Regions from separate parts of the Mus musculus genome. Here region 2 is linked to region 1. The links are chromatin contacts, called in public Hi-C maps. All regions are on one chromosome and are shown on one strand. Each heading gives the region's core, a stretch centred on a gene start, on an enhancer-like site or on the middle of the called end of the contact. The rest is flanking DNA. Distances are from core to core; before and after follow the strand shown. Region 1 holds the start of Zfp574 (zinc finger protein 574). Region 2 holds the start of Fbl (fibrillarin).

Region 1 (6,330 bases), core at 1,740-4,239:
ACTCAAGACACTGGTACTGGCTCTCTTGGATGAGGGTCTGATATAGGCCTGTGCCTGAAGCAGCCTCTGTGGCCACTGTGACTCCAGGGTCAGCCACGCCCACCAGCTCAAAGTGCTGCTGGGGCACGTGGGAGTTCTGGTGCACAAGCACCTCCTCCAAGGATCCATAGAGCTGGTTGCACTCAGAGCAGACATAGCGGTGCTCAATGTACAGGACCGTCTCTTCACTCTCCTCAGTCATGGCAGCAGCAAGGCCCTGGGCTGAGAGGAGGGAAGGCAGCGACAAGTCAATCCTCCGGGGTATTTTATTCCATCCAACTTCTTCATTACATTTTCCCGCTCCAATGCCCTCCCTAATAATCCTCCTTGCCTGAACATAGGAACAGCCAACACGAATTTCTCCAATGGTCTTGTCCCAGGGACTTTCTCCCAAAGCTCCCAGCTCATTTAGCTTGCATTGAACACCAGCTCCTATGACCTCAATCCTCTCTATTTCCCATACCTCCAAACTGGTTCCCAAAGCCCTGTCCATCAAACAGGAACCTGTCTCCTTCCAATGCAGACTGTCCTTTGACTCCTTACCACTGCATGGGACAGTATTCCTTTGCCAAGCTACTTGCAGAATCCTCAAACACTCTCATGGCCTGTCCCTCCAAGCTGCACTCCTACATAGACTCTGCCTTCTGGCAGGCTCACAAACTTCTTTTCACACTCAGACCACTCAAGCTGGTGTCCAAGCCAACTGGTGGCACTGGTGGTCTTGCCACCCAACCTCTGCTAACCACCAATGCCCAGGTTCCTCACATCAAGTTACCCGGCTACCAAATTTTCTCTCACTGGCTGAACCCATCTCCATACTTTCCCACCTTAACCACTTCCTGATACTCAGACTCTTTAAAACAAGTTTAAACTAATCATATCAAGATCTTCTCAGCTGGGCAGTTCATGCTTTTAATTCCAGCCCTCTAAGGCAGAGTCAGGCAGATTGCTAGGAATTCACAGCCAGGCTGATCTACATAGTTAGTTCTGGGACAGGCTGGGCTACATGGAGAAACCAAAAGGGAAAAAGGCCCACCACAGGATTACCCTTTACCCGGAAGGTCCATCTCCACCAAAGTCTAATCCGTCACAGCCAGATGCGTCTCACCTTTCTGACACACCCCTAGAGTTTTCAATCACCCTTTCTCTCCACCAAGACCAAGTGTGCTGTGCTACTGCCCCAGCACACTGTCAGCTATTCACACTGACTTAACTCTAACTCATCGAGGAATGCCTATGTGCCTCCTCCCCAACCAACACTACCCTTTTTTGCATAAGGGTCCAGGCCAACCTTAATGAACTCAGCTGAGAACCCCGCTACTGAGTATAACCTAAACCTTTTTTTTCCCCTCTGAGAAAAGACCCAAATTCATCCTAACGCACTCCAGGGATTTTCAGATCCCTATTTCATACTGACTGAATTTCTCCTTTTTTGTAATCTTGGCCAGGAATAGCTGGCCCATCCTTCACAATTGCTTAACCTTTCACCTATCTCACTCAGGGTTTCCAATGTCTGTCACTTAGAAACTCCATCTGTACTCAAACCCTGCAAAAAGAGGTCCTCTTCATACTTAAACCTTCTCACCAGCAAACAACTATGGGGATACCCAAATCCCCCAGAGTTATCAATATGGTACATCCCCAAAATTCCTAGACTGCTCTCTGTAGCACACATCTCTGTCTCTCCAACTACACCCAAGATTGCTCGAATATTCCCTTTGGCCTACTTACCTGTATCTAAAACAAAACAATCCCTCCCCTCTAGCTCAACCTATTGAAACCCGTAAGAATAAATAAAGACCTCTGTCAATACTTTCCAAGCCCCACTTTCATGCGTTTATCGGTCTTCCTTGTCAGCATTACTCCGTTTTCCACACCTGATCCCTCCCTTCGCTCTAAAGATACCTCAAAAACCTCTTCTCTGCCTCAGCTCTTTCCAGGCAGAAATCGATTTTCCTCCCTGCGTTAATTACCTCCTTTCTCGGGCCAGCTCCCCACCCCGGCATCCATGAGTCCTCTAACCGTCCCCTTTCGATTCTGATCCCCATCCCAGCGCACCCACCCGTGGCCCCGATACCCCATGCAACCAGAGAGCCCTCCGGCGAGGCAGCTCTGGGACCTCCCCTTCCCGCCAAGGTCGGCCCCCGGCCTGCAGCCCGAGCCCTGCCCCTCCTCACTCAGCCCCGCACTCAACTCCAGTCCCCCATCCCACCCGCCGTCCCGGCACAGCCCCCGCCCGGCCCGCGCGCCCAACGGCCGCTCCGCTCTCCGCACCCGGGACGCGATCCTTCAGGCCTTCATCGTGCAGGCCGAATGACGCAGGCAAGCCGCCGGGTGGGGCCGGACCTCTGCGCTCCGGCGGGGACTCACCCGCCTCGGCCGTCTCGCCGGCCCCAGGCCGGGCTACGGGCTTCAGGTCCCTTTGCACCGCCACTCTAGCGCCGCGTCCTCTCTAGCGCCCGTCGTCTCGCCTGCTCCGCAGCCTCGCTCTCACCCCAGGCCGCCCTCAACAACGCTCCTCCCACCTTCCGCCTGGGCCGCTGCGAAGAACTGCACAATTCGCCCAATCATCGGCTGTCTGCCCCTGTCATTAGACCAATCGATGCTCAGGTTTCCTGAAGCCTCGACCAATAGAGCGGAGGGGTGGGATCGCGCAGCGCCCAGCCAATCCTTTAGCAATGTTCCCTCGCTGGTCGGCCTCCAGGTGGATACTACCCGCCTCTTTAATCCTCCCTGGAGGTTCTTCCTCTTCCACCTCTTCTCGGATTCCGCCTTTGATAGCTCGAAAGGGGAGCGCTGAGCGGAGAGGGCGCGATGACGTCGGGAGGCGGGACGAAGCTGGAGGCGCCATCTTGGGGGCGCCTGACAAGCTAGGCGTAGGGGATTCGGGCAGTGTAGGCTGTAGAGACACGCAAAGCCCTGGAGGCCGGCGGGTTACAGTCAAGGATCCCTGAGGGCCAGTGGCAAAAAAAAAAAAAAAAAAAAAAAGAGACACCACTCGGCGTGAATGGGAGAGGAAACCAAGCAGCAGCAGTCACACAGGGCAAAAGGAACAAAACAAGGCTTAAGACTTTTTTTTCCTATTAAGAGGATGAACGGGGAAATCGAGGAAGAGTAGAATGGAAACAAGATGTCAGGAGAGGGAGTTTAGAGGAAGAGGTACGTGACAGGAAGTGAGAAATGGAAGGAGAAAGGAAAAGCCCCGTTAGTAAGGTCCCTTGGAAGAAGCTGAGGGTGTGGGGTGGAAGACCTGAAGAAGGAAGTTTATGGGATTTGTAGTGGATCGAGTCAGTTGTTCTTGTTTTTGTTTGAGGCATGGTCTGGCTTTGTGAACAGGCTGGCCTCACAGAGATCCGCCTGACTCGGCCTCTCCTGTTTTGAGCATTAAAGGTATCTTTCCAGGTGACTGCCCTTCCACACAGTTACAGTTAAGGACCCCTAGGCATGGGAAGAATTTCCTGGGAAAACATGAAGTTCCAGGCCAGCCAGGGAGATGGTTCAGCGCGTAAAGCCACATGCTAAGCCTGATCTGGAGTTTTGATTCTGGGATCCACAGGGTGAAAGGAGAGAACTGACTCTTGTAAGTTGTTCTCTGACTTCTGCATATACCAGAGTGTGCATACATGAACATACACACACACACCTGAATGTAATATGGTAGCGAGTGACTGAAGAGATCCAGTATCCATATTTGGACTCCACACAAGTACACCACAGTTTTCAGGAAGCTCCCTCTTGAAGCCAAGGTTAAGGGAGTTATCAGAGGTGCATCTGGTTGGTCAAACTGTCCCCCGTTTCCCCAACTGAAGCTCAGAAAAACTAGGAGGGGTTTGAACACAGAACCACAGGTAGGTCTGAGTCTCCAGTTGTCACCATGTGTGTGCCCTCCTTTGGATGTCTAGCTGGATGTCTTCTTACTGGACTCCCTAGCAAGTATACCTACATGTTCTAACTAGGCTGCTTATCCTGGCCCTGGTACTTCTTAGCTGTGACTTTGGGCAAAACAACTCCACTCTGTCTCAGGTTTAGTTTTTTTTGTTGTTGTTGTTGTTGTTTTGGTTTTTTTTAGTTCTTCGAGACAGGGTTTCTCTGTATAGCTCTGGCTGTCCTGGAATTCACTTTGTAAAACAGGCTGGCCTTGAACTCAGAAATCCACCTGCCTCTGCCTCCCGAGTGCTGGGATTAAAGGTGTGCGCCACCATACCCGGCTTTTGTTTTTGTTTTTATCTCTGAAAAGGGATGCTAGTCTTTGTCCCGGGTTTTCGAGACACTAAGTAAATACTGCTATATAGAAATTAATTTTTGTTGGGCAGTGGTGGCACACACCTTTCCAGCACTTGGCAGAAGCAGGTGGATTTCTGAGTTAAAGGCCAGCCTGGTCTACAGAGTGAGTTCCAGGACAGCCAGGGCTACACAGAGAAACCCTGTCTGACACCCCCCCCCCAAAAAAGAAAATAATTGTTGAGACAGCATCTCTATGTAACCCTGAAACTCGTATGTAGTCCAGGCTGGTCTCAAGAGATCCCCCTGCTTCTGTCTGCCTGCTGGGATTAATGGCATGCATCACTACACATGGCTCGAGGACTTACTTTTAGTATCTGATTAGTATCTTGAGGTGCCTAGTGGTAACTGACATCCAAGTGTGTTAGGTGACAATGGAAATTCTGCCCAGTGCTTTTCATTCATTATTTAATTCTACCAGTCCTCTCAGAGACAGTTACCATGAGGTGCTAAGAAACAGGCCGGGAGAAGTCATGTGTCCAGGTTCCCACGGGGAGAGAAGAAAGCCATCATTCCACCCCAAGAGATGGTTCCCTAGGTCTATACTCAGTTCCCCGGTGGGTGGATTGTTTGGGATCAAAGGGTGAATGGTTGACTTCAGGAAGAGCAAAGCAAAGGATGGGGGAAGGGAAAGGGGGAAGGGGAAGACAGCAGATTTTTAAAGTAAAAGATTAAGGTAGGAGGTAGTGAGCCCTAAGGTTTGGGCCTAGCTGTTTGCTAGTGTAGTTTGGATTTGCCCTTGGGGTGAAATCGCCTGTGTAGGAGCCCAAGTGCAGACCAGACTGAGCTCTTGGCAGGCTCTGGGCCTGCAGGTAGTGTTTTGTTCCTGCTGAGGCCCCCTTTTCCCTCTTGAGGTCCCAGCTTAGCTTCTCAGGCTCCTCTCTCTAAAACCGCTCGGGCATCCCAACTTAATTTGGGCTGCCTACGTCCTTTCTCTGCAGAGGAAACCTGTTCGGGTCAGACACTGTGCTGTGGTAGCACTGGACTGGACCTTTTGGGACAGATTATGTTTAGAGAGGGTGGATAATACCATCCCTGGATCAGCAAAGATACGGAGAGGCAGGCATGAAGTACTGGCCTCAGGCTTGGCTAGAACGGAATGTGGGTGTTAAGGAGACTGTGGATGTTAACCCTAGAAGGATAAAGAGGCATGGACAAGTTTGGTGGTCCTACAGGGTCAGATATATTATGTCACATGTTGTTGGGCATGTCCCACGAAGTCAGAGCTCACCAAGCCAGACCTGCAATACTCTGAGTTGCCACGTGCCAACTGTGTGTGCGAGGCATGTGGTCACATGTGCTGGGGGCTGCACGTGAGAGTGTCAGTGTCTCCTCCCCATCACGAGCATGGGGGTGGTGGTGAGTCACGGGCTCAGCCTTCAGCGCCAACTGTCATGTTCCTTCCCCCCAAATTTCACCCCCCAACACACACACCCAGCCCTGCACCACCCACCCCCACTTGAAGATCTGTGTGGATTTTCTGTTCCATCCCCCTGCCCTTCTGGGCTTTCTCAGGGAGACGGCAGTATTCCTTAAGAAAGGGTGCTTCTCTCAGCTCTGCCATCTTGTCACCCCCTCCCACTGCCTCACTGCTCAGGTGACTAAAAGATGAGGGCCTCTTCTGGCTTCCCACTCATCTCCACGGGTCCCCAGGAGTTCTCTGTGCACAATGGAGAATCCCTTCCTCCCCTCAACATCTTGAGCCCGTTTCCAGAGGCTTCCCAGTTCTATGTCTCCCAGCTTGCCATGCCTGCCTCAGTGGTCCTCTCATGTCTATGAGCCACGTGACTGTCTCTGTGGGTCTCCTGTACCCATGGGGCTGTCTCCATCAGGAGACCTCTCCTAGCTTACTGGGCCCCGTGTATGCTTCCTGGTTGCTCCTTCTGTGTATGGCTCCCTATTCTGAGGAGTCTTTCTGTCTCTGGCCTCTGCCACCTTCAAACACCTCTGTGTCCTATATGCTGTTCTCTTGTCCTCAGGTGGCTTGCTTTTCCATGGCTGGCTTTCCTT
Region 2 (5,534 bases), core at 326-2,825, 3.1 Mb before region 1:
CTGGGGTTTTGAGGAAAATGAACCGAAAGGACTCACTACTCAACAAGACTTTTATGTTCACACACAGTCTGCTGTTTTAGAATCTGCTTTTCTCTACAAGTCTCCCCACCTCCAAACTAGCAACTCCAGCAACTGCTGCAATCACATGCCTGCAACCCAGCCACTTGGGAAGCCGAGTCTGAGGCTAGCCTAGGCTATTACAATAAGATGCCATTTCAATACACAAACATGAAAATAAAGGACCTTGTTGAGAATCGTCCACCATACTTTGTAGCACACCTCTGTTTAAAACAATCTCCCCCAAAGCTGCTTCGTATTCAAGACACAAACTGTCACAGAAGATTCGACTGTTCAACAATTCTCATTCTATCGTGTGATGGAGAAAGGTTGAGGGGAAAGCACAAATCACAGGATGCCAGGAGAACATCCAGACTAGCAATCCCTCCACCTTACTTCCCCAGACATCCAGAACAGAGCCCCAGATAGATATTCAACATGTCTGGGAGGGAGAGATGGGTCACTATCGCCTGCAGTGACTTACTCTCCATCTGTCCACAGGAACATGTGTGTCCACGCCAGACAAAAACCTGCAGTGGTGAAAACTGATCCTTCGGCAACAGGAAAAGCTCATGCTATCACGACTAATGTAGAACAGACTGGTGTTACAAACTCATTATCTAACTGTCTCCGCTTTCCGAGTGCTAGGATTGACAGCCCAGAGTAACCTATCACCAAGAAAACCACTTATCCATTAAGAACTCAAGAGAGAAACGAGAACTTTCTATTGTCAAAGCCAGAACTCTCGCCATCATCCACCATACAGTGGGCTCATCAGAAAAAAACGCGGGAAATAGGTGAGATGGATACATTTGTCAGGCCAGCCGTGGTGGCGCACGCCTTTAATCCCCGTACTCTGGAGGTAAAGGCTGGTGGATCTCGGCCAGCTAGGATCACGTGACAAGACGCTCTCAAAATCCAAACCTAAACCAACCCCTCTCAATTCCAATCACCTACCCCGCTAATAGCCGGGCTAGTAAAGTCGCTCTCACTACAGAGCAGGGACTCCCAGGTCCCCAGAGCCTCTACTCCTACAAGCCTTGGGTCCCGCCCCTCCCGGAAGCGCGGCGAGCGCCAGCCTGTGCACGCGAGCGCCGCACACCACGGAGCCGGAGATCCTCATTTACCCGGGGGGAAGCTGGGTTGGGGACCAAGGTATCGTTGACAGGGAGTGACAGTGGGTGACGGCGGCAACAGGGAAGGCTTGGGGTGGAGACAGGGGCCCTTTCATCTGCGACCCAAGTCGGATCCCCTAAAGCAATGCTCGGAGATCCAAGCCCCAACTCTGGGTCAGGGTCTGGAGGGCCGCACCGGCCGCTCTGAGGCGGCAAGCTTGTAGGCCGGCCGGTGAGCCGAGCTCACGGCCACATCCCCCGGCCCCGAGCGGCCGCGGTCCCCGCCCGCCGCGCCTAGAGCCCCCGACTCCTGCCCGCACCGTGGTCCTTACCTGGCTTCATTACTGCGTTCTGGTCGCGCGATTCAGGCAACCTGCGGCGTCCCCGACTCCACGAGTCTCAGGCTTTCGCACGTGGAAAGGAGCGCCTGCGCGCGGTGACGCACGGCGAGTGACGGAAGCGCGTAACCACGCCCCTTAGACGCGCGTCCCGTCTCCCGGAAGTCGGAGTCGGCCCCTTGGGTGGGAGTTCTGAATCCTTTTCCGGCTCTGTCGTGTCTCTACGCTCCTCACTTTTTCCTAGAGTGGCAAATTTTATCACAAGTGCGCTGCGACTTTTCCTCTCACTTATGCTAGCACTCCAGGAATCAGGGGTTATACCGATTTTTAAAAATTTATTATTTTTCAAAGACTTTAAATTTTTAAAATTTTATCCTTAGAAGTGTTTAGCTTGCATATTCGTCTGTCTGTGCACCACGCATACGCCATGGAAGTCAGGAGAAGGCGTCAGATCCCCTGGAACTAGAGTTACCGGCAATTAATTGTGAGCCGCCAAATAGGTGCTGAGACCCGAACCTGAGTCTTCATCAAGAGCATTATGTTCTCTTCACAGCTGAGCTATCTCTCCAGCACAGCCTTATGTTTCTGTTTGTTGTTGAGGTTTGTATTTTATGACAGGGTTTTGCAGTGGGGTCCAGGCTGAGCTGGAACTCGGGATCTCCTATGGTACACTTCGCTTTTCTATTTCTCCTTCCTTTTCCTTTTCCGCTCAAAGAGCTCCCTCCTTTACAGCGAAGAACAGGCATCTCACTGCTTCTGCTCTCTACCCCTGGCCTCTTACTGGAAATCTTCACTCACCCAAATGTTGTCGCAGCTGCTCCCAGGCCACTGCTGGTTTGCAGTTGTTTCTGCCTCTGTTCCTCCTCTTCAGGTCATGAATTCAGCCCACCCTACTGATAAAGATCACATCAGTCGAGCAACAACTGTTGCAGAAGGCCCAGTGTTAATGTTGCACCACCAGGAGGCAGCACAGGAGCGACCGGTCTCCAGAAGAAGCGTCCTAATAGCCAGAACTTACAGCCTTCCGTGCAACTGAAAGATCATTTGCACTAACCGCTGACTTTTTGTTGGGTTACCAGGGGAAATGGTTTCCCTCTGGCCTTGGTGAAGTGGCTGCCAAGGATTATAGAGGCTTCTGATGGCAAAAAGTCCATGTTAAACTCTTGGGGATAGTCAGGGCCAGGATAGTGCCTCCTAGAGCAGGAGTTGTCTTTTAGCATTAAGTGGTGGTCCATGCAGTATAGCTTCCTGGAGGTGTCTGTGGAGCATTCAAGAGCTGCCAGGCTGCCATGACAGTAGACCAGCTGGCTGCCAAGAGGGGTTTGCTTGGATGGTAGTCATTCAAGGCAGCCAAGTGCCAGGGAAGGGCTGGATGGTTGCCAGGGTGACAAATCACCCTAGCATCCAGCACTGGTTTTTGTTTTGTTTTAGACAAAATAAGCATTAAAGGGGATTCTTACAAGCCTGTAAGACACTGAAATGTTTTAGTGCTTACACATTGTGTGTGTATGTGTTCACGAGTGTGTGTGTGCCCACACACATGCAGGTATGCAGAGAATGGAGGAGGATGTACGGTGTTCTGCTCTATCACCCTCTCTCTTATTCTCTTGATTTAGGATCCTCACTGAACCCGGAGCTAGGCTGGTGGCCAGAAAGTCCCCTGTCTCACCACTACCACCCCAGCCCTGGTGTTACAGACACACAGGTGACCACTTCAATTTTTTAAGACAGGCATTAGGATTTGAACTCAAGTCCTCATGCTTGCTCAGCGCAAGATTTCTTACTTGCTGAGATACCTCCCAAGCTCCTAGGATTTCTTAAAAAATTAATTTAAATTCTTTCTTTCATTCTTTTTTTTTTGTTTGTTTGTTTGTTTGTTTGAGACAGGGTTTCTCTGTGTATCCCTGGCTGTCCTGGAACTCACTCTGTAGACCAGGCTGGCCCCAAACTCAGAAATCCGCCTGCCTCTGCCTCTCAAGTGCTGAGATAAAAGGCGTGCACCACCACTGCCTGGCTATTTTTATTATTATTATTATTTATTTAAAAAGTTCAATAAGGTCTGAACTTGGCAAGTACTATGTAAGAGTCAGCTAGGAAGTACTAGTTGTGAAGGTATGAGAGGGGTCGTGGAGAGCAGCTGAGATTTGGTAACATATGGCGGTGTTAGAGTCCCTGTGGAGAGGTCACTCGTGAAGGTGTGGCCTCAATTACAAAGGAGGTCCCAGGTTACTGCAGATGCCAAGACTGCTGAATGTCCACCAAGAACAGCGGCAGGTGTGATGTGGAACCAGGTTAAACCTGAGACAAGCTGTGTGCTGAGGACTGCAGAGTTGGAGAAGCTGGACTACCCAGGCTTTTGGGTGCTGGTGGGACTGATATAGGGCTGAGCCCTGCACTAGTGCTTGGAATTTTTAAAGAAACCTTGGACTTTTAGACTGCTGAAAAAATTTAAAGACTTAAATGTTTGACTGTGTTTTAAATTATGACATTCACACAAGACTTTGGGGGACAAGGAATTAAATGGTTATGCTTAAGGTGAAGTTTTTGTGGATCAACTTGATAAGGGATGGAGTGTCCTAGAAGAGTCCACTGGGGGTGGTACCATTCCTAGGCATGTGGTTGTAGGCTGTATAAGAAAACTCGGTAAGCACAAGCCTGGAAGGAGCCAGCAAGCAATGCTCCTCCAGTGTTTCTACTCTGATCTTGCTCGGGTTCCCAACTTTCCTCAGTAATTGATGGCAACCTGCAAAATGCAGTAAAGTCCTTACCTCTCCTAAGTTGCTTAGGCCATGGTATTGGACATAGCAACAGAATGAAGCTAGAATATAAGATTGGATCCTCACTCTCCTCAGTGCCCTTTCTCTCTGTGACTCTCTCCACCCTTGGGGATTGTCCAGCCATATTGGTCCACAAGGTGGGGTGTGTGTCAGAAGCCCTGTGAGTACATATGGTGAAGGGTGGCACTGCCACCACCAGATGCAGGGAGACAGATCAACTTTACTTGGGGTGATCCAAGGCTTATATAATTTTGGAGACTGGGCATAGGATCATCCAGGTTGGGCAAACATCACTGGCTGAAGGCTTAAGGTACCGAAATGTCTCATTAGCATGGGGAAGCATTTCAGGAATCTAGGGTGCTAGCTAACCAGGTTCTTCACAGGAGAAAGGAAGTTGAGCTTAGGCTATGTGATATTCCACAGGTAGAGGGGTGTGTGTGTGTGTGTGTGTGTGTGTGTGTGTGTGTGTGAACTTCCCATGCAAGGTCAGAGAAGGAGAATCCCTGCCAATGAAGGGAGTCCTCCATATTTCGCTGAGCTCCAGAAGGCTCTCCGGTCAATGGTGGACTTCAACCTTAATTAGCAGAGTTTTCCTGCACTCTCTGCCTCTTGGCTAAGCCAGTAATTTTGAAAGCTACTAGGCTGTGCTTTCATTTCCCTCACCAGAACTATCAATTTCCAAGTTATGTCTACTCTGTTGGTGATTTTTAAAAAAGGTTTATTTATTTATTATATGTGAGTACACTGTAACTGTCTTCAGACACACCAGAAGAGGGCGTCAGATCTTATTACAGATGGTTGTGAGCCACCATGTGGTTGCTGGGATTTGAACTCAGGACCTTCAGAAGAGCAGTCAGCGCTCTTAACCACTGAACCATCTCTCCAGCCCCCTGTTTGTGATTTTAACTTGCCCCAAACTCCAGCCCAGTCGGAAGCTCAGCTCTGTGTATCCCATTTTCCACCCATCCCAGGCTGTCTCTCAACCTTACGCCTCTAGTGGGGAAGTTCCAGGCATCATCAGGCCCATCGACCCACTGACCTGCTTACCTCTTCATCATGCCTTACCCACTTGGGACCACACTGCCCCCATTGCTATCAATCACACAACTTCACTCCTACTCAAATTGTAGAACTGACGCCCAACTCTCCAGTCACACTGCCCCAGCATCCTAGAAGCTGAGGAGACTGGATGGTTCACAGTAAAACTCTTGACATACATTTTTATATTTACCCCTCCATCATTCCAC

The links. Hi-C and Micro-C count contacts between places; a contact is called where the count stands out from the background.
Region 2: a contact with region 1 is called in a Hi-C map of CD4 T cells, with 8 times the contacts expected there. The contact joins the promoter of Fbl here to the promoter of Zfp574 in region 1.

What each region holds. Positions count from the first base shown.
Region 1 is chr7:25,073,466-25,079,795 of GRCm38.p6, reverse strand. Zfp574 (zinc finger protein 574) reads right to left here and starts at 2,989. Exons shown (of 2, transcript NM_175477.5): 1 at 2,314-2,989; 2 at 1-261. The coding sequence starts at 241. It also overlaps a transcript of Grik5 not described here.
Region 2 is chr7:28,165,789-28,171,322 of GRCm38.p6, reverse strand. It overlaps Fbl (fibrillarin), which reads right to left and starts at 1,575. Exons shown (of 9, transcript NM_007991.3): 1 at 1,505-1,575. The coding sequence starts at 1,514. It overlaps Gm31024 (a long non-coding RNA gene), which reads left to right and starts at 2,461. Exons shown (of 2, transcript XR_001778069.2): 1 at 2,461-3,215; 2 at 3,398-4,050.